Regions from separate parts of the Mus musculus genome. Here region 1 is linked to region 2. Evidence: chromatin contacts called from public promoter capture Hi-C data. All regions are on one chromosome and are shown on one strand. The core of a region is the stretch at or near the end of the contact, and the rest is flanking DNA. Distances in the headings are between cores, read along the strand shown.

Region 1 (2,773 bases), core at 182-2,681, 250 kb after region 2:
CAAATAAATAATAGATTTAAAAAAATATACCAAATAACTGGTGAATATGAAAAGAAAGGGAGACTCACATGCTGTTGGTGAACATATGAATTAATATTGCTACTATTATGGGTAACTTCATTGAAGTGTCTCAGATAATTGACGAGCAAGTTTCTGGTTGTGTCATATGGTGCAGACTTAGGTGGTGTTTTGCTGAGGCAAGACCTGTGAGAGGATACATGGTGTTTGGAAAGAGTGTAAATAGGACTCAGCAGACAGTGACAATACAACTGCATAGCTCTTTGTTGGTCTTGCGTCTTCACTGGTCTTCACTTTGTGAGAGAGGCATGGCAGAGAACTCCAGCTGGTCCTGGTCGCTTCCACTGACTCCTGCTGATTTGGTGGATGCCTGGCAGTTTCTGCTGGATCGTGCCACCACTGCTGATTCATGCTTTCTATCCTGACACCACTGAACTGGACTGCTGGCATCCTGACAAATGGAGATTGAAATGACCCCAATGAACTACTTCTAAACAGGTCCGCATCCCCTTGTCCAAATCTTTTCTCCCTACCTTTGGACAGTGAGCTAGATAGAAAGGAGAGTCAAAGCATTTGAGAACCCTTATTAAAGTAGGTTTTTAAAAAAATCTAAGCCTATGGATAACTAGAACTTGAAGCACCCTATGATCCAGTAATCCACTTAAAATCTACACACTAAAGATCAATGTATATGTTTAATATATCTGTACTCACACATATTGCAGCCAAGAAATGGTTCATGCCTGCAGTCCCAGTACTCAGAAAGCTGCCATCAATTTAAGGCTAGCCTGGACCTCAAAAATAAGACCTGCAGGGCGTGGTGGCACATGCCTTTAATCCCAGCACTTGGGAGGCAGAGGCAGGCAGATTTCTGAGTTCGAGGCCAGCCTGGTCTACAAAGTGAGTTCCAGGACAGCCAAGGCTACAGAGAAATCCTGTCTCGAAAAAAAAGAAAAAAGAAAAAAAAAAAAAAAAGCCCTGCATGCATTATCTTCCCTTTATAGTTGCTATCTATTCTCTCACGTTTTTGTGTTCTCAAAAAACAACAAAAAAAGCAAACTTCTGTTTGTTTTTTTATGAGCTCGAATCTTACTTGGAGTCCAGGGCTTGCCTGAAACTCACTACCTTCTTGACTTAGCCCCCCAATCAGTGAATTACAGGCATGGATCACCACAACCCGCTTTTGATAATGTTCTCCATAGCCATGTCTTTTCTTTGTAGGAGAGACACTGAGATCCTGGACAGCGTGTTGTTGTTTTTCCTTTAACCTCCTCAGCCTTTGTTTTGCAGGCTGTTGCTACTGCCGTTCATGACATTTGCACTCTAGATTTTTCTCCGTGGTGTTGCAAACCATCACAACAACTTGCCCTCTGGAGATTTTCAGCAATTTTAAGGGACAGTTTTTGGCTGTTCAAACTCAGAACTGGCAATGGATGAGGCAAAGTTACACAACAGTGTCATGTATCTAGTGCTGCTCAGCTAGCTCTCCTTGTAAAATAGGTTAGAGTGGTAGACTTTATGTTAGGTGTGTTTTACTATAGTAAGTGGATAAACTGGCAAAGGGTGCTATTGGCATCTATAGATTACAGACCAGGAAGTTATTGAACTTATTATATAACGCCCACAATAGCCTTCTACACAAGAATTATTTAACCACAAAGGCCAACCATTAAGGTTGGGAAATCTTGCTGTCAGTTATTAGCTGTGTCATGAAAAATATACATGTGATTATCCATCGAGCAAACAGTTTTACTTTCAGAAATATATGGTAGAGAAATAGGGGTGCTGAGCAAGAGTACACACATGTCCAAATATTTTTTATGGCAACACTTTATCATAGAGACAAGTCTGAAAATACCTAAATGTCTTAAATTTGTGTTTCACCGCAGATACAAAGGATTACATTAATTTGGAACACACTCAGATGAAGACAGACTATAAACTGCTTTTAAACAGTTAAGGTAGGGAATTGATAAGAAAGTTCAGCAGGCAAAGGTGCTTGTCACAGAGAGGCATGGCTATCTAAGTTTGATCCTTGAAACTCCCTTAAAGGTTGGGTAGAGAACTAAGTCCACAAAGTTGAAGTCATCCTCTGACTTTTACACACTCACCCAGAGCACACACATCCACAGTCAAGTACACATGATGTACACACACACACACACACACACACACACGGTTAAGGTAGGTTTTTTTTGGGTATAAACATGGAAAGAGCTCTGTAATACACTCAGCAAAACAAAACCAGAAGTGGGCTTGCTAGTCCATGCCTGTAGCCCCAGAATTTGGAAGGCTGACATGGAAGAAGTGTGAGTTCCAGGCCAGCCAGGGCTACATAAAAAGACCCTATCTTAAACATTAAAAAAAAAAAAAAAAAAAAAAAAGAACAAAACTATGTTTTGATACAGTGTAGTTGATATAAAGTCTTCCCTCTGCTTTAAAGAGATGAAAAACGTAATGATAATATAAAGGCCAGTATTAGAAGAGGGTGCTCTCTCCCTTGCCTTTGGGATTACACATCATCACCAGGGAAATACAAATGACAGTACAGGGATGAGGATATCCTACAACATCGCATAACCCCTGACAGTAATGAAGCAAACAAGAGGAGACACAGGAATCCTATATGGAAGGTTGGTACCATAACAGAAGCAATTGCTACACTCGGAAAACTCCAGGGATTTCTCAGAAGGCGACTCTGGGGCAAAGCGACCTATCTTGTGTGAGAAGAAAACGAACATTTTCAAGAGACCCT
Region 2 (3,128 bases), core at 60-2,559:
AAGATTCCTGAGTTCAAGGTCAGTCTGCTCTACAGAGCAAGTCCAGGACAACTATGGTTACACAGAGAAACCTTGTCTCAAAACAAAACAAACAAACAAAAGCAGAGAGAGAGAGAGAGAGAGAGAGAGAGAGAGAGAGAGAGAGAGAGAGAGAGAAACACCGAGGAACAGAGACAGAGACAAGGAGGGAATATAGCGTTGGAGATAAAGGGGTTAAAGAGATTCTGGTACTTTTATGCTCTGAACACTTCTCCAGTTTTGGTTATCAGTATTTTCCTCACCTATTTCCTCCACACTTTAGTCTTTGATGAATGAAAATGCTGAACTGAAGGACCGTGGACTGGAGTCCATGCTGTGTGAGCTGTGGATTTGCTCATCAGGAGTTACTCCTTAGCTAGCTGATGTCGGTTTTGCATTGTTCTCCAGCCCATTCCTAGGCCTATCTACCGCCCTCATATCGCACACTCTGTCCACAGCGGTACTGTTAACTGTTAGCAGAAGTCAAAATACACTGCTTTCTGTCCTACTTCCTTGGCCAATGAGTGAGTCTGTGAGAGGAGAAAAGGGGAGACACCCGGGGCCCCTCATGCTCCACACTGACTCATTAGAGATGCTGTCACTGTTGCTATGCATGAGAGCCAAGCCATCACTTGGGCTGGCCCTGACTTCAAGCTACCTTCAGAATGGTGGCGCCCTCTTTGTACAAAGTCCTTGTTTACTGCTCAGCCCTAGCCTTCTCTTCCAGGTCTCACAAAGGTCGCTGGCAGTTGTTTATCTGGCTTAGTTGGAAATTGTGTGACTCCGCTGAACTTTAAACAGGTGGGAAGATACTGACACTCCTCACACTGCAGCAAGACAGAAGCAAATAGGAGCTGAGGACGCCAACTTTCCCCTGACCCATCCACTAGCAGCACCCACCTCCTCAGTGAGACATGCTATCCCTTGCGCTAGACATTACTATTGAAAGTCAGTGTTAAAAAGTAACCTTTAGGCTGATGAGACGGAGGAGCACAGGCTGCTCTTCTCCACTAGTGGAATTCAGTTCCCAGAACCCCTGCTAACCAGCAGCTCAGGACCACCTGTAATGACAGCTCCAGAGGACCTGACACTCCATTCTGGCCTCTGAAGGCACTGCTCCTATATGGCATACACTCACACAGACACCGTCACATACACAGATATAAAAGAAATAAGAAAGTGCCCTTTATTTTGCATAGCATCCTTGGATTTTGGCTCCCAGCACGGGTTTCCAGTCCTTGGCTACAGGTCTTTCTCGGTTTGCTAATCATACAACCTCAAAGTCTACAGCAGCGCTCATGGGTGTGGCTGTACAGTTTCATCCTCTGCGAATGCCTAATAAAATTTACAAGTGGCCACTCTGAATGATAGGCTTTTTATGGTCTTGCCATTCTCGGGCTCCCCTCCCTTCCAGTCTCATGCTGTGGGGCCTTTTATTTTCCCTCTGAATCATCTGCAGAATATTCTCTTAGAAACTCATGTGCTGTTAGTCATTCTTAGAGAAAGTAAATACACTTGAACTATAGCCCTCCTCTCTGCAGAGACTCTGCTTGGGAGCAAACGCAGCTTCTCTTTAATCTTTTACTGATAGAAAGACCACAGGTGTTGAAGAGGAAGTTAGACCCTGTGACAATCTTGACGACTTCCTCTGGGTGTGGGCATTATGTACACAGGTATGGTCATTTCCTGAAAGCAACTGTTGCCATCCAATGGTAGAAATAAATTAATGCCATGATTCAGTCTGGCTTGGGACACATCCAGAGAGCAGTTGGTACATTCATTTGAACACAGAAGAATAAGTAATGATTTAGTGTGTTCTTTTTTTTTCTGTTATTCTTTTTTTTAAAATATTTATTTATTTTATGTATACGAATACACTGTAGTTGTCTTCAGACACGCCAGACGAAGGCGTCAGATCACATTGCAGATGGTTGTGAGCCACCATGTGGTTGCTGGGATTTGAACTCAGGACCTTCGGAAGAGCAGTCAGTGCTCTTAACCACTGAGCCATCTCTCCAGACCTTTCTGTGTTATTCTTATCTGACTTCTCCACCATGGGCAACACAGAAAAGCGGGGCAAAGGAGGCGATAGATGCAGAGGTAATGTTTGATAAATGCTGAATTCATTTTATTGTAATCTCACACACTGCTCAGCTACAAGCCCACCCATTAGCTCAGTCCTGTGGTTCCCGGTTTAGGCACACTGTGACGGGTTCTCTGCTCAGCACCATCACCGTGTGTTAGTGGCTCACCCTCCCATCTGAAGGCTCTGGGGAAGAAGGCTTCAGAGTTTGTCCCCACTGTCAGCTTAATTCAGTCCCTTGAAGTCGCAGAACTTGGTCCACATTTCCTTATGGTCTATCAGCGAGGTCTGTCTCTGAGCTCCTGCCGACCACCTGCATTCCTTGCTATGTGGCTTTTCAAAGCTAGCAGAATATTTCCAGTGTCAAATATGGCCCACCCCTAGGATCTTCAAGACTTAAGTTCTGACCTGTAGACCCAAGTTTAAGGGTTTGTGTGACAGGTCAGGCTTATTGGAAGAATCTCCTTGCTGAAGGCTGCATCCTCAGAGTGCATTCTCCACAGCGTCACTTAGAACAGTCTTTGACTGACTAACCAGATAAAGGTGAATGCGGGGGAGTGGGGAGGAGAGGGAGAGGGAGAGAGTGACAGAGACAGAGAGACAGAGAGAGACAGAGAGATTCCCAATATCCCTAGGGAAACCTTTAGAGACAGAGATAGAGACAGAGGGAGACAGAGAGACAGAGATTCCACCAGTATCCCTAGGGGATTAGTTCCAGAAAACCCTCCCCTAAGAAAACAGAAATTTTCAATATTAAAGCCCCACATAAAATGTGTTGTGACTTTGCTGTCTCCAGATTACGTAGAATGGTGAAAACAATGTAACGCTATGCAAATAGCTGACGTACTATGTTGTTTGAGGAATAATGACAAGAGGAAAAGCCCTCCCACAACCAGCAGAGCAGCCACTGCTTTCCAAAACATCTCAGCCTTCAGCCCACTGAAGCCACAGATCCCTGGATCCAGCGGGCTGACTCCGGTACCCGTGTGCTCACCTTAGGCTTGTAGCTTGCAAAATTTCCCTGCCT

The links. Capture Hi-C pulls out chosen DNA fragments and counts their contacts.
Region 1: a contact with region 2 is called in a promoter capture Hi-C map of liver. The contact joins two enhancer-like sites. A contact is called at or near these places in 4 of 39 promoter capture datasets (the C10 cell line, cranial neural crest, liver and 1 more), 2 of 15 datasets of contacts at CTCF or cohesin (the NIH/3T3 cell line and large pre-B cells), 3 of 484 Hi-C or Micro-C datasets (bone marrow-derived macrophages and liver), 6 of 115 datasets of contacts at active chromatin or transcription factors (Th17 cells, bone marrow-derived macrophages, embryonic basal ganglia and 2 more) and 3 of 9 other capture datasets (adipose tissue, embryonic stem cells and liver).

The regions. Positions count from the first base shown.
Region 1 is chr4:59,566,405-59,569,177 of GRCm38.p6, forward strand. No RefSeq gene overlaps it. Among named protein-coding and RNA genes, the nearest start is that of Hsdl2, 14 kb to the right of the region's middle. Within about 2 kb of position 1,432, at least 27 of the 459 cell types and tissues checked have an H3K27ac peak or open chromatin away from gene starts, as enhancers often do. A contact at or near this core is called in liver, where this site is marked.
Region 2 is chr4:59,318,147-59,321,274 of GRCm38.p6, forward strand. All of the region lies in intron 15 of Susd1 (sushi domain containing 1), which reads right to left. Among named protein-coding and RNA genes, the nearest start is that of Gm35578, 38 kb to the left of the region's middle. Within about 2 kb of position 1,310, at least 100 of the 459 cell types and tissues checked have an H3K27ac peak or open chromatin away from gene starts, as enhancers often do. A contact at or near this core is called in liver, where this site is marked.